Linked DNA regions of Mus musculus: region 2 is linked to region 1. Evidence: chromatin contacts called from public HiChIP or PLAC-seq data. All regions are on one chromosome and are shown on one strand. Each heading gives the region's core, a stretch centred on a gene start, on an enhancer-like site or on the middle of the called end of the contact. The rest is flanking DNA. Distances are from core to core; before and after follow the strand shown.

What was found. HiChIP or PLAC-seq counts read pairs in DNA pulled down with a chosen protein or histone mark.
Region 2: a contact with region 1 is called in an HNF4G HiChIP or PLAC-seq map of pancreatic cancer cells. The contact joins two enhancer-like sites. A contact is called at or near these places in 3 of 15 datasets of contacts at CTCF or cohesin (the NIH/3T3 cell line, large pre-B cells and pro-B cells), 9 of 484 Hi-C or Micro-C datasets (the 63-12 cell line, the C10 cell line, the CH12 cell line and 5 more), 2 of 115 datasets of contacts at active chromatin or transcription factors (bone marrow-derived macrophages and pancreatic cancer cells) and 1 of 9 other capture datasets (adipose tissue).

Annotation. Positions count from the first base shown.
Region 1 is chr15:53,199,565-53,204,150 of GRCm38.p6, reverse strand. The region is part of intron 1 of Ext1 (exostosin glycosyltransferase 1); the gene reads left to right. Among named protein-coding and RNA genes, the nearest start is that of Ext1, 140 kb to the left of the region's middle. Within about 2 kb of position 1,625, at least 32 of the 459 cell types and tissues checked have an H3K27ac peak or open chromatin away from gene starts, as enhancers often do. A contact at or near this core is called in pancreatic cancer cells, where this site is marked.
Region 2 is chr15:53,687,197-53,691,737 of GRCm38.p6, reverse strand. All of the region lies in intron 3 of Samd12 (sterile alpha motif domain containing 12), which reads left to right. Among named protein-coding and RNA genes, the nearest start is that of Mir28c, 75 kb to the right of the region's middle. Within about 2 kb of position 2,342, at least 51 of the 459 cell types and tissues checked have an H3K27ac peak or open chromatin away from gene starts, as enhancers often do. A contact at or near this core is called in pancreatic cancer cells, where this site is marked.

The sequences.
Region 1 (4,586 bases), core at 376-2,875:
ATAGTCTTGAAATGTTTCTAGCTTTAAAGAGAGCTTTCAGGTATTTTCTGGTCTAGCAAATACGTCCAGGAGAGAACCGGGCAGATAAAAGGAAAGGCATGCGCTTCCTCCTAGCTCTGGAGTGGTGGTAGTAGCTAACCCCATCTCTGTAGGGGCACGTGCTTTTATCCTTGGACCCTTCTGTACCTCAAACCATGTTTCCCTCACTTGGCTTCTCATATCTGTCTTTCCTAGTACAGCAATACAAATGATACTGTTTTTCTCAGTTCTTTACCTAGCCCTACCAAATTGCTGAATCAATGCAGAGGGGTGTGGAAAGCTCTGATTGACAACTAATTGTATCAAAAGCTCAAAAGTGTACAGGTTCAACAGCAGGACTGGTGTTTGGTGTCAGTGATTGAAACTGAGCCCCCACACCTGTGATCCCACACTAATTGAATGTATAGCATCAGACACAAATTGAGCCATTTAGCAACTCATTAATATCCAGCAAGTTGGGGAATTGTAGTGTGGAAAAAGTCCGTTTGGTGTCTGAGTGCTTGTGAATATAGAAGCAGCCATTTCCCCTTATAGGTTGATATGTCATGCTGTTGGTAGGGCATTGGTTTTAGATAATTCACCATTGCAGAGAATGTGTAGAATAGTAATAGAGTTTTGAATTATAACCCCACTGAGCACCATTGGGGTTAAAAATAAGGCTCCAGATATAGTTTTAGCGCTAACCTCGGCTTTATTTATTGCATGTTTTATCAGGGACATGTATTCATCCACAGAGCAAGGAACAGATTCATAGGGGAGCCTCAGCTGGTTTATTTTGTGGCTTAGTCATATCCAAGGGGTTCCAGACACTTTATGATCTCTACTCGCCACCTCAGCACTCCAGTTTTGGTGACAAATGTATTTTTCTCTTGGGAACAAGATGGCCTGGCTGTAGCTATTGCATCAAGGCATAGCTCGTCCAGAGAGGCTTCCATGATGGGTCCTGTGGTATGAATATATATATGTGCAGGTAGTTGGCTGGGAAGACCGCCTGTGAGTTGAACTGGTTAAGGTTCAAAATAAGAAAAGAATCTATAAATCTTGAGGCGCTCTAAAGAATATGAAAGGGACCTTCCTGGAACCCAAATCCTCTTGACAAAGTTGCTCATTGGAGAGAACAGTGCCATGAATGGCTGGACCATCAGAACATTCTGTGAGTGGGAGCTGGTGGGAGCCAGACATTATACCACCAGCAGTCTCCTAATGGAGAACAGATTGTTCTAGATTGTTCTAGAAAGGAGGAAGAAAACCAGCAATGGATACTGAAGGAACCATCAAGGTACTCAGCCACACCTGTTTCTTCCCTAGTACACGAGAATACTAACATTGCTTAATGTGATTATCATGAAAATCTAGTGACTGAATGGTATAAAGACAGGGCCAGGCCCCAGAATAAGCATTCAGTAAATGGCAGGTCCTGCTGTGAGATTGAAAGTCTTATATTCCATCAGTTTTATATATAAAAAAATTAAATTGAACAGCTGCAAGAATGATTCATAATTCACTGTAATCAAACCTGGGGCAAAGGTGGCTGGCATTCACTGCTGATAAGTTGGGCCTGGTCATCTGGCACCCTGAACCATATGCACTTGAAACTTTCGGATGACCCAGTCACCAGGAGTGTGGTCAGGGAGATAAGAGATAGGTAGGGTGGAGGAAGCAGAGTAATTAAGAGCTCACATAGGGCTCTGTTAAGACTGTAGTCCGTGAGGTTTAGAGTCCAGCAGAAGAACACTCACAGTTGTGCATCCTGGCAACTTTCCTCTGCCACCCGGGGGTCAGCGTTTGGTGGGGGGGGTGGTTGTTGTCTGTTCTTACTGCAGGAAAGCAATGTACCACAACTCTGGCTACAAGGAAAGAGGCTGAAGTTGTGTCTGAAGTGTGTGTCTATGTGCATACATTAATGGCTAAGCATCCAACTAGGTGAGAGTCTAACAAAGATGATAGTCTGCACATCCCCGGAAGCCCTGAGAAACCAAACATAGATTATTATTTGGGACACAGTGTAGAAAGTGGGTGAAGAGTAGAAAGGTGAAGTAATTAAGATAATTAGCACATATAGCCTTGCCAGTAGTGAAACATAGTAAGTATTTGGTTTTCTTTTCTTTCTTTTCTCTTCTTTTTCCTTCTTTTTTTTTTTTTTTTGATTGTATTGTTCAGATTTTGCTAAATATGGCTTGCACTATGTCAGCCAATGAGTAACTTTATAAAATGGATGACGCGCTTCAGTACAAATGTCTGTTTTCTGTTTTTATATCACTTAAGATAATGAAGAGCTGAGGAGAACAGGAGCATAGAGGCTTGATTAAGAGTTGGAGAGGTGGGGTGGTCAGGTGTGGCTGAGGATGGAAGCCAGGGGCTCAGACATACTGAACAACTACTCTCCTGTGAGCTAAATTTTCATCCCTTTTGATTTTATCATTTATATATTATCTTCTTTTGGAGGTCAGAGTCTCCGGTGTCCAAGGCAAATACTAAACTCATTATGAGATGACAGTGAACCTCTGGAATGCTGGATTATAGGTGCACACTACCATGTCTGGTTTTATGTAATGCTGGAGCGCAAACTCTGGCATTGGTGCATACGAGTCATGCATTCTGCTAACTGAGCCATGTCCCTGGTATCTTTGTTCATTGGTTTGTTTTTATTTTGACATAGGATCTTACCCAGTTGCCCAGCATGCTTTGAACAAGAGCATCATGGCTCACTGCCTAGAATTTTAGATACCTATGTCCAGGCCTGGCCTTTAGCATCCTCCTCTTTTTTGTCTCTTTAATGTGGACCGTCCTAAAGGTATTATTAAAACACTGCCTCTGTTCCCACTTTCTGATTTTCCTGAGGGATGTGACTCCAAATAATATTGGGTTTTCCATCTAAGAGCCTGGCCTTTGTGTTTTGTTACTATTATTCTCATATTCATAGAGTGTACTCCTACCTAAATTAGGCCTAGTATGCCTTTCCCTAAATACAGACTGTTAGATTGTTTTAAATTGGATGGAAACACACATTTTGGGGGTTGGTGATATAGCTTAATGACAGAGCTTTTTTTGTTTGTTTGTTTTGTTTTGTTTTTCTTAATAATGCACAAGCCACTGGGATCCAGACAACATGACCAAAATTCCACATACTTCCTTTTAATAAATTTTCTTTTTGTGGATACATATAAATGTTGTATGGTGGGCTGTTTTCCTCCCAGCCCCAAGCAACCTGATTAGTGACTAAGACTGAAAATTTACTTATAAATACTTAGGCCATATAGCTAGGCTCATTCACTGACTAGCTAATAATTTAACATAATCTACTTACATTAATCTACATTCTGCCATGTTACTGGTCACCTCTGCGCCGGCACCACGTGTCTGTCCTCATGTTTTCCCTGGCTACTCTTCCCATGTCCAACTCTATCCTAGAATTCTTTCTGCATACCTGATGTCCTACCTTCTAGTTTAAATTTTCCTATAAGCTATAGATTTTTTTTTTAATTGACAGGTGATGCACCCATTCAATACACAAGATACTCTTTCTACATATAAAAAGCAGCAAACATCCTTGTCCTAAGCTTATAGAGAAAGGACCAGGCCTAGCCAAATGATAGTACCTGGAGCAATCCAGGTAGCTGACCTGCAGCAGTGTGCACAAGTCATGGTCCCACTGCAGCAACATTCTAGCACACCAGGGCTTAGACTCTTTCCAGACCCAAATTTCATTTCAGCCCAGCTCTTCCCCAGTGTGTTCCCACCCGACTCTTAGGTTAAGCTGTTGTAAAGCCTCAAAAGGACAATTCAGGGCCCATCAAGAGCTGGGCCCAAGACAGGTTTCTTCCTGTCCTTCCTCCTTACCTTCAGTTTTGTCCTCATATTTTGACACAGCAGAGACTCATTGTTGCAGGCGCTTAAATAAATAGGAGTTGGACTCAGCCCGTTTCCAGGAAAAATGAGAACAGCAGGTGTTATCTGATGTAATTAAAGTGTGTTGAACCCTGAACAAAGTACTCAGTGTAAATCTCTGTTAGTCCCTTACAATGAGCCAGCTTAGAATCCGTTCTATGAATTACCTGCTGGTCGGAAGGTCTGTGGCCTTTGGGAGGACGTGTTGTAAATTTTATAGCAAGCCTACTAGGAAGCTCCTTGTCAATAAGTTTAGAAGGATACTTCAAGGCTCTTTAATCTCCGTTGTCAGCCCAGTTATCTTGTCTACACATGGGCATAACTTCCTTCTCCACTTGAATTAATGTTGGACTTTTATAAAGAGACATTTTAAACTCTGAGTGCAGTTTCTCAGATGAGCTGATCTACAAAATGAGCGGTTCTTCTGCCTCTTCTTTTCCCAATGTCCATTTAGAAAGTTATGGTAAATGAAAAATCCCTTGAGCTCGGGTGTTTCCTGTCATAGTCTCGCTTAGGCATGAAAAATGCTTTATTCTTACTTCATTTTGTATTTTTCACAAATGATTCATAATCACACCTAAATGAGTAAGTTTGCAATGTTTACTTATTTTTCCTGCCTAAATTGCACATATAGACACATTGCTGATAGAGAATTACTC
Region 2 (4,541 bases), core at 1,093-3,592, 490 kb before region 1:
CCGACCTTTATTTATCTATTTATTTATGTTTTAAGAACTACTTAGTTGAGTTTTGTTTGGGAAGTTTTGTGATTCACATAACATTCGTTGTTCACATTTGAGTTGGCCGTCCCTCAAAAGTGCAGTTTGAAAGAACAGCGAGAAAGTAAACTAGATTTATGAACATGTCTACTGTGCTCCCTGGAATAAGTGTCAACAACAACAACAACAAAAAAGAAACAAATGATTCCTAAACTACTAAGAGCAAAGCCATGCTAGATCCAGAAGATCATAGACCAGCTTTGAAACATCATCCTTTAAAACAATGGCTGTTTCATGCATCCCTTAATAAATGCTAATTCAGAAGTCACAAATTATCTGGTCTTCTTCATAGAAAGAATGTGTAGTAAATACTAGAGACATAGGAGCAGAATGGATGAAGTAGAAGAATGAACCAACTGAAAATCCAGTGAGCTGTGCATTTGCCTGGCATCATAAGGCAGGTGTTCATCCAAACGAGTCTCAGATTCCTCGTCTGCAGAGCCATGCAGTTGGAATACAAAATCCTCTAGAGATGTTTAAACAGTAAGATCCTAAATTGGGCATTTAGCAGTTGAATATTAAATAAATCATTGTTAATAATAGGTTATTATGCAAGATGATACTGTGAATTGCACTACTCACACTAATTTATCTAATTCTGTTTCAGCATCTACTTATATCTTACAGTGTGAGAAAATAATAACATTTCTCCTCATTGTGAATATCCAATATTTTGGTCCTTTCATTTTCAGAGGATTTTTTTTCCCTCTGTGTTGTCCATTTGTTTACTTACTGAATATCTCATAGCTATTTCTATTGAAGTTTAATTATTTACCGATTAACCAAATAATTTGTAATTTATTATAAATTGCTAATTTACAAATCATTCATTACCTACTAATTGTTCAATTATCTTTAAATTAGTGCTCATTAATTTACTCAATAAACATTTGCCCAGCTATTACTGGAGGGCCAGCTCCGGGAGAATGGAGACACAGAGAAGACTAAGAAAGAGACAGGACTCATTGTTCGAGAATGGAGCTCTGTTCTGAAGCTGGGTGGTTACTAGGAGGACTCTCATAATGTAGTTTCCTTCACTAACCCCATTCTGCAGAGCTCCATTTTTTCCTTAATCCATAGTTTTTCCCCCAAAAAACATCATGGGCCACATTTCTAAACACTTCTTTAAATATGCAAATGTTCTGAAAAAAATCAAAATACAAACACAGTAGGTAACTCATTAAAATAAAATTGGAGTTTTACATAATCAAATAGTCTTCAGTGATGATTCTGCGAATGCATGTAGATGGTATGTATTTGAGGCGATGGTACGTATTTGAGATGGATGCTACAGCGAGGGCAAGCAAGCCTGGAGAAGTCAAGCAAGGTCCTGTTGGCTGAGAGGTTCTCCTCTGATTCTATCATATGTTGGTTGTCCTCAGTAGCACTTGGCCAGGTTAGCCAAGCCTCAATAAATGAATCTGTATGCCAGAAAATGGTTTGATTTTCACTTAGGACAATCTCTACAATCTGGAATTTTGGCAGCTGTACCATTTAGCTCAACAAGCTCTATGTTATTTTAGATGAAGCCCAGTCTCGGCTATTTGATTCTGTTCACGTTTAAAGGTTTCTTTGAATCCAGCTGACTCCCAAGGGCCTGTTAGAGGCAACTGAATAGAAGGGCAATGTCACTAATTATTCTGTACCAGAATTTGAGTGATGTTCCCTGACTTGGAGGGGTTGAGGGGGAGGCGGTAGGGATGGAAGCATTGTCTGGTCAAAGTTCTTTCCCTAATCTATTAGCTTAATTAATAGTAACAATTACTGTAGTTAGTAATCAGGATGCTAATCTATTCTTATAATGTTTTCTGTTTTTCTTTACGTCCCACTTTTCAATGTCATCGCACTGGTTAAGATGAGTAACTGTGTCTTTGTTTCCACTTCAGTAGAGCTGTTAAATTAGTGAACCCAGGTTCCCTGATTTGCTAGAAAGAAAATCTGATTTCTCCTTTTCCTTTTACAACTCCGTCCACTGATGTCTGTGCTTTGCTGAGATGTGGGGAATGTCTAAGAAAAAAAAATAGCCATCCAGAGAGAAGGGAAGGGGCACACTGAACGAATGACATTGAACCATAACTGCCATGGAAGGCCTCTCTTCCTCTCTTCGCTCTCACACGGGACAGGCAGACAGTTTGAGTCAGAGCTGCCACTTCTGCACATGGAATGTGTCCAGGAGACTTGGCTGTTCCACATGTGTGGGCAGATTGGACAGCTCATCCTTAAAACATACTTAGGAATGGAGACTGTTTATCCTAGAATGGGTTACTAAAAGCCGTAGGCTAGAAGGAAATGTAATGCTACCAAAACCTCATCAAGAGTCACCTTCCTGGTATGCTCATCTTGAACAAAGAGCAGAAGCTACACATTCTCCTTTAGTCAATTTTTTTTTCCAGTTAAGTACAACCTTTTGTCAAAAAGTGGTTTTGCCTTTCTGTTATTTTTATAACATAAAGTAACTGATTATCCCTAATAATGTACATGTACACTCAAGGATTATCTTGTTATCTTTATCCTTTAAAGTAGTTTATCCTCAAATTATCCGAATGCAAAAGGAAGCATGGCCATGGTGGCCGTGTGCATCTTTATATCTGTCTTGTTCTGGGAGGGTACAAACTAAAACATAAAAGATCTGAAATACAGAGCTGTGTGGTGGTTCTCAATCTGTTTGAGAAATTATCCTTGGAAGAAATATTTGCGAAGGATTATTTACCTGCTTTGTCCTAAAGACTTCTCCTCAGTCTTTGTGGGCAGGACACTAGATGGTGAGTAGTTTGCAGTTCTCTTGAGTTCCTCCAGGGGGAGCAGTTACACCAACTAACGGTAGAGTTGGCTTTGCAATAGCTTTCTATAGAGTGATAATTAACATATGCAGAGAAAAGGTTTGTTTAGACCCACATTTTGAAGATTCAGTACAGAAGTAGGCAGACCCATTGCTTTGATCTTCTGTGGGTAGACCAAAGGATGGGGAACACTGGACAGAGCATCCACGCATCACTTACCTAGAGAGCAAAGCTGGGCAAAGGCGGAGGTTCCACAGTCACCTTGAGGGTACATGACAATGACCTACGATCAGGCTCCTGTTCCCACCTTTTAAAACTACCATCTCTGAACAGCGCCACTCGTGCAGCTACGTGAGATGGGATGAGAGACGCTAGTAATATTCTTTTAAAAAGAAATTTCTCCTTAGTCACACTGGACTCTAAATTGATCAGCTTGCTGTCCTTCTCTGTTCCAGAAGTGTGATCGACCTGGTCAGTGTCCCTGCAAACTCTAGAACACTCTGCTAGCTAGGCCTTAGGTACGTAGTATTCACTGGGACATTCTGTGGTGATAGAACCTAACCTTAGCAGTGCAGGCTTATGGAAAATATGAAGGGATTACCTCCCCATTTAAGGGGTCTCCAGTGGTCTTCCTCATCTATACCATGAACCCCACCCTTTAATATAAAGCTACTTTTAGTAATAGAATATATATTGAGCCTAACATTTCAAAATGAAAGGGCTGGTTGAATTCTATTCAAAGACTTCCAGAGTAAGAGTAAAGGTCAGATACTAAGTGTGCTAAATTGAGATGGATTAGGTATGAAGTAGACTATTTCTCAGACTGATGCTGAAAAGCTATAAAGGTATTCCCCACTCCTTTCTTTCTTAAAAATGGTAGGTGAATACTGAAACGTCACTAAGATGTTGTAGATTTGTTGTTGTTGATGATGATGATGATTTTCTTAAGACAAGAGTTCCATGTATTCCATGTAGTCAGGAATGTCCTTGACCTTCTGATCTTCCTGCCTCCAGCTACTCAATGTTGGGACCATACATGGATGTAGTGTTTCAAATAGAACCAAGGGCTTTGTCTGTGTTTGGCATGCATTTTGCCAACTAAGTTACCAGCCCAAACCCATGTTTGGCAGGTAACTGTTCTCAACCTCTCCTTTTACTTCACACATAATAATTTTCTACTGGACAGAGTTGAAACAATGAATTAATAGTAATTTTTCTCTTTACAATTCTTGAAAATAAAGTGCCCTTCCTTGGAAACTGCAATCTTAGAGGGAAAATGGTCTTGTATTCCGACTCAGAATACAGTAGGAAGATGTCTGTAGAGAATAAATGTTTGCAAACTCTTTATTTAAGTGTGCTTTAACCAAACACCTAGTAAGAGTTGCAGTTTATTAATGAGTTGCAAAATTTCCAAGTTGGGAAATACAGCTATGCCAATGATTCATCATTTGGCAGACAGTCAAGCCTGACAGCCATTGTTTAATAACTTTTTATCCATTAAAAACTCTGATTCACTGCAAACATCCGAGATTTCAGCAGATTACCCCCCACCTCTTGACCCTGCACCAAATTGCTCAATTATGTTCTATAAAGAGTTTTTATTATTCTTTCAAATTTGAAGTAACAGGAAAAACGATAGTAAGCCATATTACATATATTCTCTTGTTCTTACTGGTCTAA